2 separate regions of the Mus musculus genome follow, and region 2 is linked to region 1. A link is a contact called in public HiChIP or PLAC-seq data. All regions are on one chromosome and are shown on one strand. Each heading gives the region's core, a stretch centred on a gene start, on an enhancer-like site or on the middle of the called end of the contact. The rest is flanking DNA. Distances are from core to core; before and after follow the strand shown.

The links. HiChIP or PLAC-seq counts read pairs in DNA pulled down with a chosen protein or histone mark.
Region 2: an HNF4G HiChIP or PLAC-seq map of pancreatic cancer cells shows a contact between it and region 1. The contact joins two enhancer-like sites. A contact is called at or near these places in 2 of 39 promoter capture datasets (hippocampal neurons and neutrophils) and 1 of 115 datasets of contacts at active chromatin or transcription factors (pancreatic cancer cells).

The regions. Positions count from the first base shown.
Region 1 is chr4:134,947,154-134,953,062 of GRCm38.p6, forward strand. No RefSeq gene overlaps it. Among named protein-coding and RNA genes, the nearest start is that of Syf2, 19 kb to the left of the region's middle. Within about 2 kb of position 3,633, at least 78 of the 459 cell types and tissues checked have an H3K27ac peak or open chromatin away from gene starts, as enhancers often do. A contact at or near this core is called in pancreatic cancer cells, where this site is marked.
Region 2 is chr4:135,743,206-135,749,114 of GRCm38.p6, forward strand. Il22ra1 (interleukin 22 receptor, alpha 1) reads left to right here. Exons shown (of 7, transcript NM_178257.2): 5 at 1,481-1,619; 6 at 4,886-5,007. Among named protein-coding and RNA genes, the nearest start is that of Myom3, 14 kb to the right of the region's middle. Within about 2 kb of position 2,611, at least 23 of the 459 cell types and tissues checked have an H3K27ac peak or open chromatin away from gene starts, as enhancers often do. A contact at or near this core is called in pancreatic cancer cells, where this site is marked.

The DNA.
Region 1 (5,909 bases), core at 2,383-4,882:
ATAATTATAAAATTATATTTAAATTTAAAAATTATAATTCACATTTATTTAAAAATTCCAGGTGGTGGTGGCACCACACTCCTTTAATCCCAGCACTTGGGAGGCAGAGGCATCAGATTTCAGAGTTTGAGGCCAGCCTGGTCTACAGAGTGAGTTTCAGGACAGCCAGGGCTGCACAGAGAAACCCTGTCTCGAAAAAGCAAATTAAAAAAATAAACAAAATTGCAAGCCCCGAGGATTCTAGTCTGTCCATGGGGGCTGTGGGGACCGGAAGGAGAGCATAGTGGTGCATGCCTACAATTCTAGCACTTGGAGAGAGGCTGAGGCAGGCCAGCCTGGGCTACACAATAAAAGCAGGTCTCAAAAAAAAAAAAATCATCTGTTTTCTGTGAAAGGACTTGAGGCAAGGCTACAGATTCAAAGTGCAGAGAAAAAAGATTTTGCCAATAAAATGTGATAGGCCACATTTGGCAAAGGTTTTTTTTGCAATTGTTTCTAGTGTGTGCATAATATGTGTGTGTGTGTGGTTACATGCATGTGCCACTCAGTATGATATTAATTAATTAATTTATATATTTATATGTGGTTGGTTCTCCTTTTCTTTCTTAAAAAAAAAGATTTATTTATTTATTTATATGTAAGTACACTTTAGCTGTCTTCAGACACTCCAGAAGAGGGTGTCAGATTTCATTACAGATGGTTGTGAGCCACCATGTGGTTGCTGGGATTTGAACTCAGGACCTTTGGAAGAGCAGTCAGTGCTCTTAACCACTGAGCCATCTTACCAGCCCCTGGTTTTCTTTCTTTCTTTCTTTCTTTCTTTCTTTCTTTCTTTCTTTCTTTCTTTCTTTCTTTCTTTCTTTCTTTCTTTTTCGAGACAGGGTTTCTCTGTGTAGCCCTGGCTGTCCTGGAACTCACTTGAACTCAGAAATCCACCTGCCTCTGCCTTCCAAGTGCTGGGATTAAAGGTGCATGCCACCACCGCCCTGCTGGTTTTCTTAAAGATTTATTTGTTTGTTTATTTTCTGTGTGTTCCCCACATGTATGTCTATGTGAGGATGTTGGATCCCCTGGAATTGGAGTTACACACAGTTGTGGGCTGTCACGTGGGTGCTGGGAATTGAACCCAGGATCCCTGGAAGAGCAGCCAGAGCTCCTGAACCACTGAGCCATCTCTCTAGTCCTATGACTTGTTTTCTTTTTTTTCTTACTTAAAAAAAAAAGAATTATCTATTTTATGTATGTGAGTACACTGTAGCTGTCTTCACACACACTAGAAGAGGGTGTTAGATCTCATGACAGATGGTTGTGAGCCACCATGTGGTTGCTGGGAATTGAACTCAGGACCTCTGAAAGAGCAGTCAGTGCTCTTAACTACTGAGCCATCTCTCCAGCCCTGACTTGTTTTCTTATTGGTCTAGGACTTGACCAATAGATGAGAGTGGCTGGTCGGTGAGCCCCTAGGGATGTACAACCATGGGCTAGGTTTTTCTTTTTTCTCCCTTCCTTCCTTCTTTCCTCTCTCCCTCCCTTTCTTCGCTCTCTCTCTCTCTCTCTCTCTCTCTCTCTCTCTCTCTCTCTCTCTCTCTCTCTCTCTCTCTCTCCCATCTGATACTTTAAACTGCGTCCTAGGCCTCAAAAATACTAGACAAGGTTTCCACCATTGAGCTATGTCCACAGCCCCTTAAGGAGATGACTCCATGGATCAAGCTCTTGCTGCCCACACATCAGGACTGGGGTTCAGGTCCCCATAAAAGTTGGGTGGGTGTGGCATCTGCTTTAATCCCAGCAGCTGGGAGGGGAGACAAGATGCCTAGTGAGCAGAGCTTACTGAGAGAGTTTATTGAGAGAGCATGCCACGCCTCAGTAAATAAAGCGGAGAGCAATGGAAGAAGCCACCTAACATCAGACTTTGGCTCCACAGGCACATACATGTGTGTGCTCACACACATGCAGATACTCATACATGCGTGCATATTACACACATGCACTGTTTAAAAAAGTTACCTAGGCTGGGTAGTAGTGGCATGCCTTACTCCCAGCATTTAGGAGGCAGAGGCTGGTGGATCTTAGAGTTCGCCGCCAGCCTGGTCTACAGAGTGAGTTCCAGGACAGTCAGGGCTACTCAGAGAAACCCTGTCTCAAAAAAAAAAAAAAGAAAAAAAGTTACCTAGGCTAGCTTTGAATATGATAAATAATCCATCTGTCCTTTTTTACTTTGCGTGTATATGTAGGCACGTGTGTCATGGGATACTTGTAGAGGTGTGAGGACAACTTGTGGGAACTTTCCTTCCATCATGTGAGTTGTGAGGGTGGGTCTCCGGCTGATCTTGGACTGAGCCAAGCCAGGCAGTCAGAGCCCTGTCTACCCGCAGGCTCCTTCCACCTTGAAGGTCTAATTGTGCTAGCTTGGTTTTTCTTTTCTAGGCTGGCCGCTGGGCTTTGCAGTCTTATTTAAGTTCTGATATTATTATCCTTCCTAGTAGGACCCTAATTAATTAATCATATAGAATCGGTTCCCCATTTAGCCCATTAAGTTATATGAGAGGAGCCAGAAGCTTCTATAAGGTGTGGCAGTGGCCGGCTGTGGGCATGGACCAACCATCTCTGAGACATGGGGCATAGGGGTCAAAGGTGAGAGGTCTGTCTTTAGAATTGGGGTACCTGCAATTTGTCCTGATGGGGCTATGTGAAGGAAATTAGATAAAAAATGAGACGAAGTTCAGGTTTTAGTTTTTAGCCTTGGCTGCCTTAGGTCTGGGCTCTTGAGTCTACCCTGAGGATGGCTTTGGCTGGGAAAAGTCTCTCAGTGCCACCAACAGACATCTTATTCCTGGTGTTTGGGGAGTGTTGATGGGTGAATCCACAGAAGACCCCTTAGGAAAGAACCTGTGGGCAACCAGGAAGCAGACTCCCCCCAGCCCCTCGCTCCGCTGCTCACAGGTGGAAAGTGTAGGCAATTAGACCCCTTCAAGGGGCAGAAAGTGCTTGGTCACGTGATCTTCAGGGAGGAGGAAGCCCCCGTACTCAGAGGATGCACGCTTTGCACAGTGTATTTATTTATTAAAGATTTATTTATTTATTATATCTAAGTACAATGTAGCTGTCTTCAGATGCACCAGAAGAGGGCGTCAGATCTCATTATGGATGGTTGTGAGTCACCATGTGGTTGCTGGGACTTGAACTCAGGACCTCTGGAAGAGCAGTTAGTGCTCTTACCCGCTGAGCCATCTCTCCAGCCCTGACTTGGGCAATTTCTTACTGAATTAACTGGTCTCTTCATGGGCTCCTGAGAACCTGTCCCCAGTGAGGGACCTCCAGAGGAAAGGGCTGGGGAGTAGCCACAGTGTCTGCTGGCTGGGCAGGTCTGTGGGACCCTGCGCACAGTGGGACTGGGATTTGGAGCTGAGACTCAAGGGCTAATCCCTGGGCACACATCTTATTGTCCCTGAACTGAGGCTCTTTACAGAGGTCTCAGTGCCACCATCTGCTACTCTGAACTCCCTGAGCCCGCCAGAGCTCGGTTACCACATGGTGTTTGCTTATTTGAGAGGCTTTTCTGCAGATGCCCTGGCCTGGATGGCTGGCTGGCCGCTGACAGTTATTTTTGTTCTGTGTGTATGCTGCCCCCCTTTGGCGCCTCTCTGTAGGACTTGGGGGGGGGGGAACACATTGAGAGCAGGCCAGGTCCTTGGAGGCTCAGACTGGAGCTGGCCCCTCACATTCATGCTGCCTGTCAGAGCTGTCTTCCAATGCCTGCCAGGTGGCCCCGTCCAGGAGCATGCCCAACAGCTGCAGAAAGCAGGCTGGGCCAGGCAGGTTCAGCCCACAGACGGAGGGAGGCAAATTGCTTCTGAAGGAAACACGGAAATAACTGGTAATGACTCCTGCCTGGCCTCTGCTGGCATCGCTCCCAATCTGGCGAAAGACTTCAGACGGATTTCTACTGTTCCGGATTTGGCCAATCCAGAAGAACCCTTTTATTTTAAAAATTTATTGATTGATTGATTTTTAGATCCTACATAAATATATTTTCCTTCAGGTTGGTACCTTTGTATAATTAGGACTCATTTAACCTCACTCTTTTAAAAATTTGTTTATTTTTATTTTATGTGACTCATGTGTGCTGTTTTTAAAATGAATGTATGCATGTGTATCATGTATGCACGTGGTGTCCTTGGAGGTCAGAAGATGTTGGGTGTCTGACCCCTGACACTAAAATTATGGGTGGTGGTGAACCACTATAGGGGTACAGGGAACTCAACCTAGGGCCTCCGCAAGAACAGGGCCCTTAACCACTGGGCCATTTCTTTGGCTTCTTGTTGCCTTCTCTTTAAAGTCAGGGGACTTTGAAGGTGGCCTCCTTTGCTGTCTCAGAGTCTTGTATTAGAGAGGGAGTGAGAACTGGTGATGAGAGCAGGTGGAGCACAGCCACAGTGCTCCTGGTGATGGGGGCAGGTGGAGCACAGCCACAGTGCTCCTGGTGATGGGGGCAGGTGGAGCACAGCCACAGTGTTCCTGGTGATGAGGGCAGGTGGAGCACAGCCACAGTGCTCCTGGTGAGGGGAGCAGGTGGAACACAGCCACAGTGCTCCTGGTGTGGGGAGCAGGTGGAGCACAGCCACAGTGCTCCTGGTGAGGGGAGCAGGTGGAGCACAGCCACAGTGCTCCTGGTGAGGGGAGCAGGTGGAGCACAGCCACAGTGCTCCTGGTGAGGGGAGCAGGTGGAGCACAGCCACAGTGCTCCTGGTGTGGGGAGCAGGTGGAGCACAGCCACAGTGCTCCTGGTGAGGGGAGCAGGTGGAGCACAGCCACAGTGCTCCTGGTGTGGGGAGCAGGTGGAGCACAGCCACAGTGCTCCTGGTGAGGGGAGCAGGTGGAGCACAGCCACAGTGCTCCTGGTGTGGGGAGCAGGTGGAGCACAGCCACAGTGCTCCTGGTGAGGGGAGCAGGTGGAGCACAGCCACAGTGCTCCTGGTGAGGGGAGCAGGTGGAGCACAGCCACAGTGCTCCTGGTGAGGGGAGCAGGTGGAGCACAGCCACAGTGCTCCTGGTGAGGGGAGCAGGTGGAGCACAGCCACAGTGCTCCTGGTGATGAGAGCAGGTGGAGCACAGCCACAGTGCTCCTGGTGAGGGGAGCAGGTGGAGCATGTGCTCCTGGTGATGTCCTTCCCACAGGGAGAAAGTTCCAGAGAAATGTCCCTCTGTCAACCCACAGTGACACAAAGGACTGGCCTCCTGTGTGTGCTTGAGTGCATGTGCATGTGTGTATATGTGCCTGCACATGTGTGTGTGTGTGTGTGTGTGTGTGTGCATGCATGTGTGCATACTGTGTATATGTGTCTGTGTGTGCATTTGTGGGCATGTGTCTGTGTGTCATGTGCATGTGTGTGTGCATGTATGTATGCATACTGCGCATGTGTGCTTGCATGTGTGTGCATACTGTGCATACATGTGTGCATACTGTGCATATGTATCTGTACAAGCATGTGTGTGCATGTGTCTGTACTGTGTAAGTGTGTGTATGTATGTGTGCATACCATGCATGTGTATGTGCATGTATGTGTGTATATGTGCCTGCATGTGTTTGTGTGCATGTATGTGTGCATACTGTGCATGTGTGGATATGTATGTGCATGCATGTACATATATGCATGTGCATGTATGGATATGTGTGCATGTGTAGGTCAGAGGTTGATGTTAGGTATCTTCTTTTACCACACCCTCTTTTTTTATTATTAATTTATTTTACTTGTATATGTGTGTGCCTATGTGAGTTATGTTCACCATGGGTGCTGACAAAGCCAGAGGGCATCCCAGACTAGGGTCCTCTGCAAGACAGTAAGTGCCCTTAACTGATGGTGTCTCTGCAGCTCTCCATTTGATTTTACTTTGAGACAGGGTTCACT
Region 2 (5,909 bases), core at 1,361-3,860, 800 kb after region 1:
TCGGTCTGTGGAGCTGGCACTTGGGCAGAATTCATGGTGGCAGGAAAGTATGGCAGAGAAGGCTTTTCATACACGGAAAACAGAAAGCAGAGAGAGGAGCAGCAGGACTGGAGAGATGGCTCAGTGGTTAAGAGTATGGACTGCTCTTCCAGTGGTCCTGAGTTCAGTTCTGAGCACCCAAGTCAGGTGGCTCACAACTGCTGGTAAGAACAGCTCCAATGGAGCCCGGCTTTCAAAGACACCTGCATCCAGGTGTGCATGTACCAACCTCCCTCCTTAAACCTTGGCCCCTTGCATCCTGAGAAGAGAAAGCACAGCCGAAACACAGAGTTTAAAGCAAGAATAGAGCCCTGCTCCTTTAAGAGAAGCTGTTAGCACAGAGGGTGAGTGGGGGCAGAGCAAGGACTGCTTTGAGCTTCGACCTCCAAGATGAGGGAAACTGGATGCTGTGGAGAGAATCTGAGAACAGGAAGCAGGCATGGGGTTGGGTTTGGGAACATGCCATGTGGAGGAGCCTGCCTGGTACCACCCAAAAGGGGATTGTCTCGTTCATCAGAAACCCTTCAGGGTCATCCATCAGTAGCCAGAGGCCACAAGTTCAAACGAGATCGTTTAGCGACCAGAGAGAGGAAGATGGGTGAAGAGTTCAGCCTTCCTGGAGCCTTGAGCCAGGCAGCAGCTATGGATGGGGGTTTGATGTTGCCCTGTGAATATGTGCCTAGCAACCGAGGCTCCGAAGGAGAGCCCTGTAAATCTAGAAGCTTTTACAAAGCTCATGCCAAGATGAATGTGCCAGTGGACAGGGACCAAGCCAGAGATGAGTGACCAGCAAGGGGCCACAGCAGAGCCCAGGCTAGAGAGAGCCCAGGCTAGAGAGAGCAGGTCAGATCAGGCAGAGGGTAAAGGAACGTAAGAGTGGGGGCAGGGTTAATGATGGAGGAGGCAGGGGAGAGGTGGGTGGGGACGATGGTGGCAATCACGATGGGATGTCCATACAGCAGCTGGTGTCCACAGGCAGTCGCAATGTGACAGGCCAGGTTCTATGAGAGGCTTTGAAGAGCTTGATGGCTTATTGAACTGAGGATAAAAGAAGACCAGAGAGCAGAAGTGTGTGTGTGTGTGTGTGTGTGTGTGTGTGTGTGCATATGCACGGTGTGTGTATATGCACGGTGTGTGTATGTGTGCGTGCATGTCTGTGTATGAGTCTGTGTATCTGTCTATGTGTCTGATTTTGTCTGTCTGAGTGGGTCTGTGTGTCTGATTTTGACTGTCTGAATGTGTGTGTGTCTATGTGTCTGTTTTTGTCTGTCTGAGTGTGTGTATGTGTGTCTGTGTGTCTATGTGCGTGTCTGTGTGTGTGCTTTTTTGTCTGAGTGTGTCTGTGTGTCTGTTTTTGTCTGAGTGTGTATGTGTGTGTGTGTGTGCGTGCATCTGTGTGTCTGTGTCTGCGCAATCATCCTGGGTTCTCTGTACATTTCAGCACCTTGAAGGCAAACAGAGAGAATACGAGTTCCTTGGCCTGACTCCCGACACAGAGTTCCTCGGCTCCATCACAATTTTGACTCCGATATTGTCCAAGGAAAGTGCCCCCTACGTGTGCCGAGTGAAGACGCTGCCCGGTGAGTTCAACTGAGGCCATGCAAGGAGGATTCCTGCGTGCACAGCTTAACCCCACTCCTCCCTCCCTGTAACCAGGGGGATGCTTAGCGGTGCTCTGAGAACCCTTGGAGATTGGTGGTATCATATTAAGATTGATGTTTGTTTATCCATAGCTGAGCCGTCTGATGAGCTCACTTAGAGAATGTTTAATCACCTCTCTCAGCCAACGCCTGGATTTTTCTCCTCTTTGTGTAAACTCTGGCAAAGCAAACATATATATTACCAACTCAAGGAGCATACAGTGGTGGGTGGAGGTATGGGGGTGAGGATAGAGAGGATAAAATGATCCTCATTGTCTTCAAAGCCAAGGAACCATACTGGTGATGATGAAGGCTCGTGTTTCTGCCAGGCTGACCAGAGAGCACACTAGGAGCCACGACTCCCGCACAGTCTGGCAGGCGGGCACTTCAATCACCTCCATTCAACAGACTGGGGGTATGGCTCTGTGACAGAGCACAAGCAAGGTTTGGGGTTCCATTCCCAACAATGGAAAGCAAAAACTCACAAAAGCCCCCTCTCTCAGAGGAGCGTCTGTTCTTTGGTTAGGCTTATGTTCCCAAGCAAGTGAAGACTTGTGACCCTTCAAGCTGTCAGTTAGGGTAGGACGGTGATGTCAGGGGGCAGGGATGTCTATGAGGATAGGGGAGGGGGCACCCAACCCATCGTGTTCAGGTGACTTCCACCAATCACAGTCTACCTTGGAACTCAGTTTGAGACCTGCACAGCAGTGCATGGTCCTGGGTGGAAAGCGGTCCCTGTCCTCAGCTTTATCCAGAAACTCAGCCCATGCGAGCCCACAAGACACTGGCTACTCTGCCTGAATCCCAGGGCACTCTCTGGCAGGAGGAGAGCCAACCTTGGCCGAAAGCACGAGACATGCCCTGCCCTCGTGAGGGACCCAAGCACCAGAATAGAACCTGGCAGGCAGGGGGATGGGAACAGAAAGCACTCTGTGGGTGCCAAGCTGGGGCGCTTCTAATGCGATCTTTGACCTTCACCCTGACCTCGTTAGATATGTGTCACCTGTCCCCAGGCAGCCGGACCCCACCCTGTTTCTGGATGGCAGACAGGCCACTCCTCACCCACCCTCCACACAAAGGGACTGGGACCTTGACCCACGAGAGCTGGCCTGAACTGTCACACAGGTTTTGTTTGGGTTTAGATTTTTTTTGTCGTTGTTGTTTTAAGACAGGCTTTCCCTTTGTAGCCCAGGCTAGCCTCCAGCTTCTGATCCTCCTGTCTCAGCCTCCTAAGGACTGACCTCAGTCTTAGTCTAGGCTTTGCCTCTGCCCAGATCCCAGAACCCTTTGCTTTAATTTCTCAAGGATGCCTGGGAGTTACAGAATATCATCCCAGCATCTTGGTGGAGGAAAGGGTTTCAGAGTTGTTTCACCTCATCTTTTTTTTTTTTTAACAACTGAGGAAACAGAGGCATGATTGTACAATGTCTGTGGGGATATGCTCTGGGGTGGCACTCATCCACTGAGGAGCTGTGTGACCTTTGGCAAGTCACTGAACCTCTCTGGGAGTCAGCCTTGTTGCTGGGAAGAGAAGAACATCCCAGTCCCTTTGTGTGTTCTGTGATTCGCCGGGCGAGCCTCAGCATGCAGGAAAAACTCAATAACCAACCACAGGCAATCAGTACAGATGCTGGACCAGAGAGGGCTGCACAGCAGGGGGATGCTCAGAGTGGATGTCGCTGTTCCTCAGCTTCAAGTTGTCATTATTTCCCACCCTGACTGAAATGGCATGATTTTTCTTGCTGTAGCAATGACAAGGGTGCCAGTGACTGACAGGGGTGCCAGTGACAGGGGCCAGCCCATGACTTCAGTCTGACCCAGATCCCCCACCCCCAAGGACCTGGACTGGAGGAAGCTAAAGATCACGGTTCTGAGATCTCAGTGACTCCCTCACTGAGGCCAGCTGGAGTTACGGGGGGGGGGGGGTCATGAAAAGAAGGAGGCAACATGGGAGAGGGCAGGACCCCAGATAATGTAAACATCTGGTCACTAGAGCTCCACTAGCCTCTCCCTCCCAAGCCCTTCCAAGTGCCATTCAGACTGACGGCAGGACAGGTCGTGACAAGAGCCCTCTGTGCCTGTCCCGAGACAACGGGGAGACACAGAGTCAGAAGCGCCAGTCCTCCACCACAGAGTCAGAGTGTCAGCACCATTCAGCCTTCCGCGCTTTTCAGAGGCTGGTACCTCTCTAGGCCCCTTCCTCCAACGCCGAGCTCCTTACCTTACACAGACAGAGGACACCGGTCCTCCTCAGTCTACCCTCTAACCCCTGTTGGAGGAGCAGGATGCTCCTCAGACCCTAGCTGCAGGGGACCCAGCCTGCTCACCACCCTCCTTCCTGAAGCTCTTCCTCTGACACACATGATGGAAAAGCCCCTAGCAACGGCAAGTGACAGAGCCATCAGGACAGTGACTCTCAACTTTCCTAACACTATGGTCCTTTAAAACAGGTCCTCATGCTGTAATGACCCACAGCCATAAAAATTATCTCATTGATACTTTGTAACTATAATTTTGCTACTGTTATGATCATAAAGTGATCTTAGGTGACCCCTTAGGTCATCATTGGACCTCTAAAGGGGTCACCACCCACAACTTGAAAGCCACTGTTATAGAGCCTTCTAGACCATACTCTGAATAGCAGGAACTTGGAAGACCCCATGTCTATGGCAGAACCTGTTTCCTGACTGGGATTGCCTCCTGCTGAAGGCAGACACTGGCTAATGGGCAGGTTCTGAGCCCCATGGATGACTGGAGAGTATCCAGATATGGAGTCTGAAGGAGCTGGCCGTGTGGGCTGGGACATGCATCTCCAGCTGAGGCCCAAGGCTATGAGAGCTGGAGCCACTCTGAGGTCCCACAAGAGGCCTTCACTCTAGCTCAGTTTTGTTTTTAAGGCAGTCAGGAATAGCCTTGACCTCACCTCATACCCGAGGGTTGTCTTGAGCTTCTGATCCTCCTGTCTCTACCTCTCTGGTGCTGAGATTACATGCCTGCACCCTGTTTGCATGGTGCCTTATCAGGTCCAGGCCTTTGTGAATGCTACACAAGCAAACCGCCAACTGAGCTATATCCCTAACAATGCATTTTGTGTTTGAAGATGGTGAAGAACTCACCCTGACCCATGACGGTCACATCAATTTTGCTCGGGACAGGGCCCAGAGGCCTCCTAGCCTCACACAGCCTTCTCCTGTCCTCTTTTGCAGATCGGACGTGGGCCTACTCCTTCTCGGGCGCCGTGCTCTTTTCCATGGGTTTCCTCGTCGGCTTGCTCTGTTATCTGGGCTACAAATACATCACCAAGCCACCTGTACCTCCTAACTCCCTGGTGAGTCACCCACCTGGGGCTAGAGGGGGGCCTCTTGGAGAGAGACCCTCCAAGTCCCAGAAGACAGGGGAGTCCCTGAGCAGTGCAAAGATGGGCCACAAAGCAGACGGGGCTGACCAAGGTGGTCTGGCGGATGCCAGGGTGTGTAAGGAAGGCATGTGGCGGGGCAGTGGGACTGAGCAGGGATGCCCTGTGGCTTGAGAGCATCGGAGCCAGGTGGGGATGCAGGTCTTGAGGGCTGAGCATGGGGCTCCACGAGGCTGCAGAGCACCTCACTATGTGTATGGAGAGCCAGCAGTCAGTGAGTGAGCACAGCTGTGTAATCCCAGGACTAGAGAAGCTGATACGGAAGAATCCCAAGGTCCAGGCAAGCCTGAGACACACAGGGAGATTTTGTCTCACAAAGCTCCCCACCCCCACCACCAAAAAAAAAAAAAAAAAAAAAAAACAAGAAGGAGGAGGAGGGGAGTTAGGGGGAGGAGGGAGAGGAGGGGAAGGAGGACAAGGAGGAGAAAACCAAAAAACACGGGTGTAGTGGTGGTTATTCCAGGACTTAGAAGGTGGAGGCTATATTGTGAGAGCCTGTCTCACAAACTATAACAAGGGCTGGCAGTGCAGCTCAGTGGGTAGAGTGCTTCCCGAGCATGCAGAAGGCCCTGGGTTTGACCCCCAGCGCTGTGATGCCAGTACTGTGATCCCAGAAGTCAAAGAAGGTGTAGGTGGGAAGGCCAGGAACTCAAGGTCATCCTTGGTTATATATCCAGTTCAGAGCTCGCCTGGACTACTCACGCACATGCACACACACACACACACACACACACACATGCATATGCACACACCCAGAGACACACACACACATGCACACACACCAAACCAAACAAATAATAGCCAGGCATGGTGGG